2 separate regions of the Oryctolagus cuniculus genome follow, and region 2 is linked to region 1. Evidence: chromatin contacts called from public Hi-C data. All regions are on one chromosome and are shown on one strand. Each heading gives the region's core, a stretch centred on a gene start, on an enhancer-like site or on the middle of the called end of the contact. The rest is flanking DNA. Distances are from core to core; before and after follow the strand shown.

Evidence for each region. Hi-C and Micro-C count contacts between places; a contact is called where the count stands out from the background.
Region 2: a contact with region 1 is called in a Hi-C map of an unstated tissue, with 2.6 times the contacts expected there. The contact joins the promoter of LINGO1 here to the enhancer-like site in region 1. A contact is called at or near these places in 2 of 6 Hi-C or Micro-C datasets (ear pinna and an unstated tissue).

What each region holds. Positions count from the first base shown.
Region 1 is chr12:107,618,875-107,622,752 of mOryCun1.1, forward strand. It overlaps PEAK1 (pseudopodium enriched atypical kinase 1), which reads right to left. Exons shown (of 9, transcript XM_070054636.1): 9 at 2,728-3,878. Among named protein-coding and RNA genes, the nearest start is that of TSPAN3, 24 kb to the left of the region's middle. Within about 2 kb of position 2,602, at least 1 of the 8 cell types and tissues checked has an H3K27ac peak or open chromatin away from gene starts, as enhancers often do.
Region 2 is chr12:108,265,837-108,270,058 of mOryCun1.1, forward strand. LINGO1 (leucine rich repeat and Ig domain containing 1) reads right to left here and starts at 2,632. Exons shown (of 4, transcript XM_070054640.1): 1 at 2,122-2,632.

The sequences.
Region 1 (3,878 bases), core at 1,352-3,851:
GTGCAGGCGCTGGGGTGACCCCTCCAAGGCTGTCCCTTCAAGCCAAATGCCGTCTAAGGGCAGGCTTTGAGTCAGGAAAACACCTCCTCTCCCTGCCCCGCGCCTCAGGCTGCAGCGTGGGCCCAGCGACACCTCAGGTGCCCTCCCTGCCTGCCAGACTTGGGGCAGGGCACCTGATGACCAGAACACCGCCGCCAAGGCCCCCCCCCCCCCGCCCCGGCTCCTATGGCCCCGGCCGCAGTCCTCACCAGGCAGAATGGAGCTGACGAAGGCCGGTGAGAAATCACAGATGCGTTTGCAAATCCTGGCTTTGATTAACTGAAGGAAAATGGCTTCATTGTTGGCTGGGGATGGGCGCGGCGGCGTGGCGGGGACAGCCGGGCCCGCGACTTCCCACGGGAGCGCTGGTTCGAGTCCCAGCTGCCCAGTTCCATTCCAGCTCCCTGCTGATGCACCTGAGAAGACAGAGGAAGATGGCTCAAGTGCTTGGGCCCCTGCACCCATGTAGGAGACCCGGATGGAGTCCTGGCTCCTGGCTTCAGCCTGGCCCCGCCCTGGCCGCTGCGGCCATTTAGGGAGTGAACCAGCAGATGGAGGGTCTCCGTCTCTGTGACTGTACCTTTCAAATAATTAAATCTTTTTTTTAAAAAAATTTTTTTTTGACAGGCAGAGTGGACAGTGAGAGAGACAGAGAGAAAGGTCTTCCTTTTGCCGTTGGATCACCTTCCAATGGCCACTGTGGCCGGCGCACCGCGCTGATCCGATGGCAGGAGCCAGGAGCCAGGTGCTTCTCCTGGTCTCCCATGGGGTGCGGGGCCCAAGCACTTGGGCCATCCTCCACTGCACTCCCGGGCCACAGCAGAGAGCTGGCCTGGAAGAGGGGCAACCGGGACAGAATCCGGCGCCCCGACCGGGACTAGAACCCGGTGTGCTGGCGCCGCAAGGTGGAGGATTAGCCTAGTGAGCCGCGGCGCCGGCCAAATAATTAAATCTTAAAAATATCGTCAGAATAGTCATCAGATGTGGTGGCTGAACAAAGTGAGGCTGCAGGTGGAGCACGTGGCTGGGGCCTGTTTCCGTGACCGCGTCACCAATCACAGTGTGGGCCCGCAGAGCCCCCCACCCTCCAGGGGGTGGGAGAGAAGGGAGGCGGAGGGGGGGACACTCAGGCTGACTGGCGTGCAGGCAGGGGAGCAGACCACAGAGGGCATGGCCTCTCCCGCTCCCAGCAGGCCGGGGACTTCTCTAGGGACCCCTCTCCCCTTTGTCCCCACACCCTCTTCCCTCCCCCGGCCTGGCCCCTCTCAGATCCCAAAGCCGACCATCACCAGCGGTGCAGACCTACAGGTCACTCCCACGCACCTTGCAGCTGCGATGTGCGCATGCACAGAGGGCCCGCGGGGTCTGCAGGGAGCCAGGCTGTGCCCAGGCTGCGGCGTCTGCGAGGCCTGCCAGCGTGAGAAAATTGGATCGCGGCGATCATCTCCCTCCCGCCTCTGCCCCCACCCCGGGCCAGCCCCGCCCCGCCCACAGTGGGAATCCCGAGTGTGAGTTTCCTTGCCTGCGGCTGCTCCTGCCCACAGCTGGTGACCATGACTGCGGTTCTGGGCCCCTAAAGCAGGAAGCGGAGCCCAGGCTGGCTCCAAAGGCCGCGTGGGCTGTGGGGTCGGCGCGCTCCTCTCTGGGCAGGGAAGAATCCGAGGTTCACTCTGCAGGCGTGTGGATGCCAGAGGCCCTGGCCAATGTCCACGGTGCCGCTGCGGCTGCACAGCCCAGGTCAGGGAGGAGGTGGTCTCACCGGGAACCCCCTGGGAACGGCTCTGGGGCTCTCCCGGGTGCTTTCTCTGCGGGGTGCACAGTACTGCCCACAGGACTAAGTGACCCCCTGAAGAGCAGAACTCTGGTTCTCTCTGGCCTGTCCCACCCAGAAGAGGGCCCCCATCCTCTTGGGCACTCACACCCGCAGCTCGACGGCAACCCCAAGCCCAGTGCACCCAGCCCTGGCTGCCTCCGTCCTGGGGTCCGCCCTGCGGGAGCCAGGGGAGGGGCTTTCTCTCGCCACTCCAGCCGGGCCAGGGGACCACAGCTGTGCCCTGCGGCCGGTGCTTTTTTCTGTTGCTGACCCTCCCTCCCGGGCCCAGGTGACACCGTGAGTTCCGGGGTGCGCCCCGGAGCAGAAGAGCTGCAGCCCCTGGCGGGAGGCGGTGACCACTATCAGGGCCGAGTGCAGGGTCTCTAAGCGCCCACCTTCATCCTCGTCACTGTGATAAGCAGGCAGCTGCCGCCAACACTGCTAGTCACTGCCCACTGCCTACACTGAAGCCAGGTGGCCTCCCGTCTCTGCCACTGAAGTGCCAGCCTTGGTGAGGGCCCTGCCTGCGACCGTGTCTTTAAGGACCAGGTCAAAGGCACGCGGATCCTGGCGAAGCTGCCTCCAGGCCCTGTGCCTGCCCAGGACAGAGGGGCAGCCAGCGGCGCCTCTCCAAATCCAGCGAGTGGGTGGCCTGCCACTAGGGGGCAGCCTCACGCAGCAAACCTGTAGTCTGCGGGCTGGGAACGGCCCACTGCCTTTTCTGAGATGAGAGAACAAGGCATCCCTGCCAGGAGGAGATAAGGCGCTGGGTGGCTAAACGCCGTCATCTCCCGCTGGATGGATGGGGTGTCCGCCCACGGCCATGGCTGCAAGCGTGGAACCGTCGCCAGGAGAACCAGCCAGGAGTCGGCTTGTCGTGTGTATGAAAATGAGTTTATTTACACAGTTACATGATGCCACGGAGTACACAGCAAAGTACCACAGCAAACCAGAGGGTGGCGCCCCGGTGGCCGAGGGGACTCTCGGGGGTGAGGGGGCAGGTGGAGAGGCGAGGCCCTGGGAAGCGGGGACGCGGAGGGACTGGAGGGAGGGCTGTCGCGACTCGCGTCGCCGGGGCGGCCACTTGGTCTCCGCCCGCAGACGAGCCCTCACCACTGTGTCCGCACGCACAGCACTCTCTGGAACTGGTGGGGGAAGGGATGCCCAGGGACTGTGTGCAGCGTTTCCTGGAGCAGTGTGGTTTAACCTTTCCGAAATGCTACCCTGAAGCCATCGGGCTGGCTCAACATTCAAGTCATCGTGGGTGCAGACACACACACACACACACACTCACACACACGCACGCACACCCCAACAGGCAAAGTGGGTTCTCTGGACTACAATAATATTCGTAGCAAAATATATAACTCTGTACTTCTGCTAGGTTAAAAAATTCCCGACCTCTTTTGATTCCCTGAAACTTTCTTGATTAGGGAAAAAATTAAAAAAAAAAAAAAAAAGCCCACAAGGGGGTGGGTGGGATGGGTCCAAGGTGAGAAGCTGGAACGTGGTGGGGGAGGGGAGACCCTCTGGGTGGGCCGTCCCAGGCGCGGGGCCCAGCTGCCCACCCCGGCGGGAAGCTGCCCCGGCGCCGCTGTAACAGCCTGTTCTGATCTCTCACGGCTGCGGGGTGGGGGCGCTGGGCGGCTGGGTAGCACCTGTGCGTTCTGGGCACGGAGGGATGGTGGTGACGGGCGGGGAATGCCTCTGCAGGAAGCTTTATAAACATGGTGCAGTTTGTTAAGAATGTCCCAAGGGCTGTTTAAACAAACTTATTGAAACTATCATGACCTCTAGTTTAAAAAAACAAACAAAGAAACAAGGAAAACCCTTCAGCTCTCGCTGTCACCGGGGTCCGGTGCTCCCCAGCTGAGGAGTGGCCGTGGCCGTGGCCGTGGCCGTGGCCAGGACTGCCGGGTAGCAGGAGGGGGCCGGTCTCTTCTCCCCAGTCCTGGAGGGCTCTGTCTGCTCAGGGTTTCATCATCATCTTCTACGTTTTTCTCTTAATTTACTGCATGGGCTTCTT
Region 2 (4,222 bases), core at 1,382-3,881, 650 kb after region 1:
GCTCAGACTTAGGAGCCGGGGTGGCTCTGTTCTTCCTCCCCATGGCTTGGGCCCCCCAGTGAGGGGTTCCCCCTGCTGCTGATGCAGGAGCAGGAAACAGAGCACAGTGTCCCCTGGGCAACAGAACCAGGGCAGGACTCCAGCAGGCCTTGCCCACGGAGGTGGGGCCAGGCCCTGGGCCGAGCTCCTGCCACCAGGTGTTGCCCAGAGCTCCTGAGGCTCGGGGAGGGGCCGGGGGCAGGGGGCGCTTAGAGAGAAGCGGCTAAGAAAGGCAGGACAAGGAGTCAGCCAGGGCCAGCAGGGGAGAGGCTGCCCGAGCTGGCTGAGGAAGCCCCCAGGATGCTGCAAGCCCACCCCCCCCACTCACTAGAGGCACAGTTACCCCACCTCCCCAGGCAACAGTTCTTGTCCCCACAGGCCTCCAAGGGCCTGAGTAGCCCTGGGGTGATCCAGCTGCCAGCAGCACGAGGCTGGGGGCCACCAAGGCCAGCATGGGGCTGACGGCTCCAGTGTCCTGTGCCTTGGAGAGACCACCGGCGGAGGAAGCAGCCCTGGGAGCCGTGGAGCCCCCCCCAACCCCCACCAGCCAGGCACGCCTGGATCTCCACAGGTCACCCAGGCATGAGCTGTTTGGCCCACGGCAGGCTCCAGGCCAGAGGTCTCGAGAGAACAGGTAGGGTTCCTCACAGTCCAGACAGAAGGACATGCCAGGCTGGTGGGGGCGGGGGGAATCCCTGAGCTCCCTGATGTGCAAACCTGCCCAGCAGAGCCAGCCAGACCCCGGCCCCAGGAGGTAACCGAGCTGGGCTCCCGAGGTCCCTCAGCTCAGACAAGGACCTCCGCTCAACGGCCTCCAGCAGTCCCATCAGGGAAGGTGTTTGGGACACGCAGTAGGAGGGAAGCCCCGGGGAGCCCTGTGGCCAAGTCAGCGGTGCCGCCTGCCCCACACAGGACCCCTTCACAATGGAAGGGACTGGCCTGACACAGGAGACCCCTCGGTGCCTCCAAACCCTCCTGGGTGAAATGGACAGGTGTGCCCTGGCTCCTGCCCACTCCCCAGCAGGCGGGGATGCAGCAGGAGATGCTGGGGTGGGAGCAGGGCTTAAGCCGGCACGCAGATCCAACCGGCACTGCCAGACCCCAGGGACGCAGGCAGACCGGCCTGCCCAGCACCGCTGCCTCCAGACTCACACCCTGGGTGCCAGGAAAGAGAGGGCTGCCAGGGGCCGCTGGGGACCCCAGGGGCTCTACCCCCCGCAACCTCAAGCTGGAGGGAGTCAACGCAATCGGCCATCCGCAGCTTCCGGGGCCCCACGCGGACATCTCCCCAGCCAGTCTTCCTCCGCACCGGCTGGGCGGCCTCCGGGTGTGGGCAGGTTCCGAGGCCCCGCAGCAGAGTACGGGGAGCCGAAAGACCACGGCCTCGGTGCCCAGGGCACCGCGCCAGCAGGTGCCCCCTCTCGAGCCAACTGTCCCGCAGAGAAGCAGCGCGGGAGACACACAAAGGCAGGCACACAAGGGCCACATCTCCTCCACTCTGGCCCCGCAACCCCCGTGTCTCTGGCCTGGTTGCAAAGACTCGGCTTCCCGGCCTGGGGAACGTGGCCACGCGGTACCAGCTGACCCTGGCGGGGTCACAGGAGCCCGGCGCCCGGAGCGGCTCCAGCCAGACGCCGCAGGGCCGGCTGGGCATCCCGGGGAGCCGGCGGCCGCGCTGGCTGGGGCAGAGGCTTAGCGCACTCGCGTGCCCGCCAGGGAAGAGGCCAGAGTTCCACCCCACACCCTTAAAGAGCCTCCCCGCCCCCTCCCGGCCTGCCGCGCCCCGGGGGCTCCGCAAAGTTGCTCCAAGTCGCAAGGCTTCTGGTGGCAGGTGCGGGTTGAGGCGGGGCCGCGCGCAGGCGGGAGCGCGGTCACGGCCTGAGGTACAGAGCGCGCACCCCCCAGCTCCGCGCGCGAGCGCCCCCCACGGACGCGCACTCGACACCCGCACCGCTGCCCCCAAGGCTCCCGCCCAATCAGAGGCCGCGCACGCGGCGCTGCCGGCGCCCGGACCCCCTGCTCCCTGGCCTGCGTCCCCGCGGCCCCAGCCTCGCCGCAGCGGCCCGGCCCGGCCTCACTCACCATCCGGGGCGCGCCGTCCGCGCGCGGCTCTGCTCCGGGCCCGCATCCCCCGGCTCGGCTGCGCTCCAGTCCCGGCTCCGGCTCGGGTGCCCGCTCCACAGGGCTCGGCTCCGAGATGGTGGCAGCGGCGCGAGCGAGGCAGGGAGGGCGTGTGCGCGCGTGAGAGCGCGGCGTGTGCGTGTGCGTGTGCGCGGGAGGACCCTGCGCTCCCCGGCGCGGCCGGCTCCTGCCTCCAGCTCTCCGCGCTGCGATGCCGGCAGAATCCCTAACGCGCGCTCCCGGCCGCCCGGGCGCTCCCACCCGCGCACACCGAGCGCGCTAGGGCCCGCCGCCGCCTCACCGGGGCTCCGCACTCCCGGGCTCGCCCTGATGGGGCGCTCACAAAGGCCCCCGGCCCCGGCCGCCCGGAATCCCCAGAGCGCGGCCCTGCGCCCTCTGCCGGGCCGGCCGCTCACGTGCCCCGCCGCTCCCCGTGGGGACCGCGCGGGCGCTCGGCTCCTCCACCACGCCCGGCCGAACCCCAGCCCTGGAGCCCGGCTCCGCTTCCGCGCCCCCACCCGCAGGCTTCGGCCCCCCGCCCCTGCGCCGCCGCCCGCGCTGCGTGCTCTCGCGCCCCCTTCTCCTCTCGGCCGCCGCCGCCTCTCCGCTTCCTCCCCGCCCGGCTCCCCCTGCCCGGACTCTGTCCCGCGTCTGTCGCCGCCGCCCTCTCCCGCGCCCCCCGCCCCGACACCGCCCGCGCCGCCTCTCACATCCTCCGCAAGACACCGGGGCCGCTCGCGGGGCCCGGGGTGGCGCGCGCACTGGGCAGCGAAGGGACCCGCAGTGCCCCGGCTCTGCTGTCCCCTGCGCCCCCCGCTCACTCCGCGGTTCCCGGCCCCTGGCTCCGGCCCGGCGGGTGGCGACGTCCCGCGCTAGCCTCGGCGACCGCCGACACCTCGCCTTTCGCCCGGGCTTAAAGGGATAGCGCACCCGCTGCACCTGCCCCACCCCAGGGCGCCGGAGGGCGGCCCAGCCGCGCGGGAACAGCACGGGGCGGCGGCGCGGGCGGCGCCCGGCCCGCCACAGCCGAGCACGGTCCTCCGGGCCTGGAGGTGAGTGGAGGAGGAGGACGGTGGGGAGCTGCCCGGACCACGCCATCCAGAGGGCGCTCGGCGCTCCTTGGCGGCCGAGCCTGGTGTGGGACCGCATGGGCTGGGCGCCCTGGACTGCAGGGTCGGGGACGAGGTACTGGGGAGCAGCTGCCCCGGATCTGAAGACACCTGCTGCGCTGGGAGGACCCAGGTCGCCTCCCGCTCCTGCTGTGTGACCTTGGGTACTCGCTGACCCCTCTCTGCCCCTCCCTTTACCCTTTTGTGGAAGGAAGGACGTTGGCTTCCATCGTCACTGGGGGGCGACTCCCACAGGGTGTTCGCCTTTCTGGGGGCTAAGGGCTTGCCTTGAACCCCATCTCCTCCTTGCTCGTGAGATTTGGGGTGCTGCTAGGTGCTCAGGGAACCAGGGGACAGGGGCAAAGCTGTGCGGTACCAGGACCTGCTGGGTAGGACACTCTACAGTTTGCAAAGTTCCTGTGTATTCCGGCTCTCTCTCTCTCTCGACCCTCGTGACACCCCCTGGGAAGTAAAGTGCACCCCTGGGCTCTGGGCAGCAGCATTTTCTCACTCCCACCACAGACACCTGCAGGGGGAAACCTTTCATTAAACGCCCATCGTGGGCCCATCCTATGGGGGCCTGGGACGCAGGTGATATAGGAAAGCAGGGAGCGGGAGTTGTGATGGAGCTGTAGGGAGTAGAGAAAATTCGGGCAGGCTTCCTGGAGGAGGTGATGTTGACGCCAGGTATTGGAGCATGTGTAGGAGTTGGCCAGGCAGGAAGGAACAGAATGGGCGTCCCCGCCGGAGGAGAGCCTGTGCAAAACCTGGAAGCGGGAAATCGGGAGTGACGGGCAGACTGGGGCGCAGACAGACTGGGGAAGCCTCGGACTGAGGCGTTTCAACTTCTCTTTGGGGCAGCAGTGAGACTCCACTTGGCAGATCCGGGTGGAAACCTCCCGCCCCGTGCCGGGGGCGCGGCTAAAGGCTCCCCAAACCCAGCAGCTGCGGAA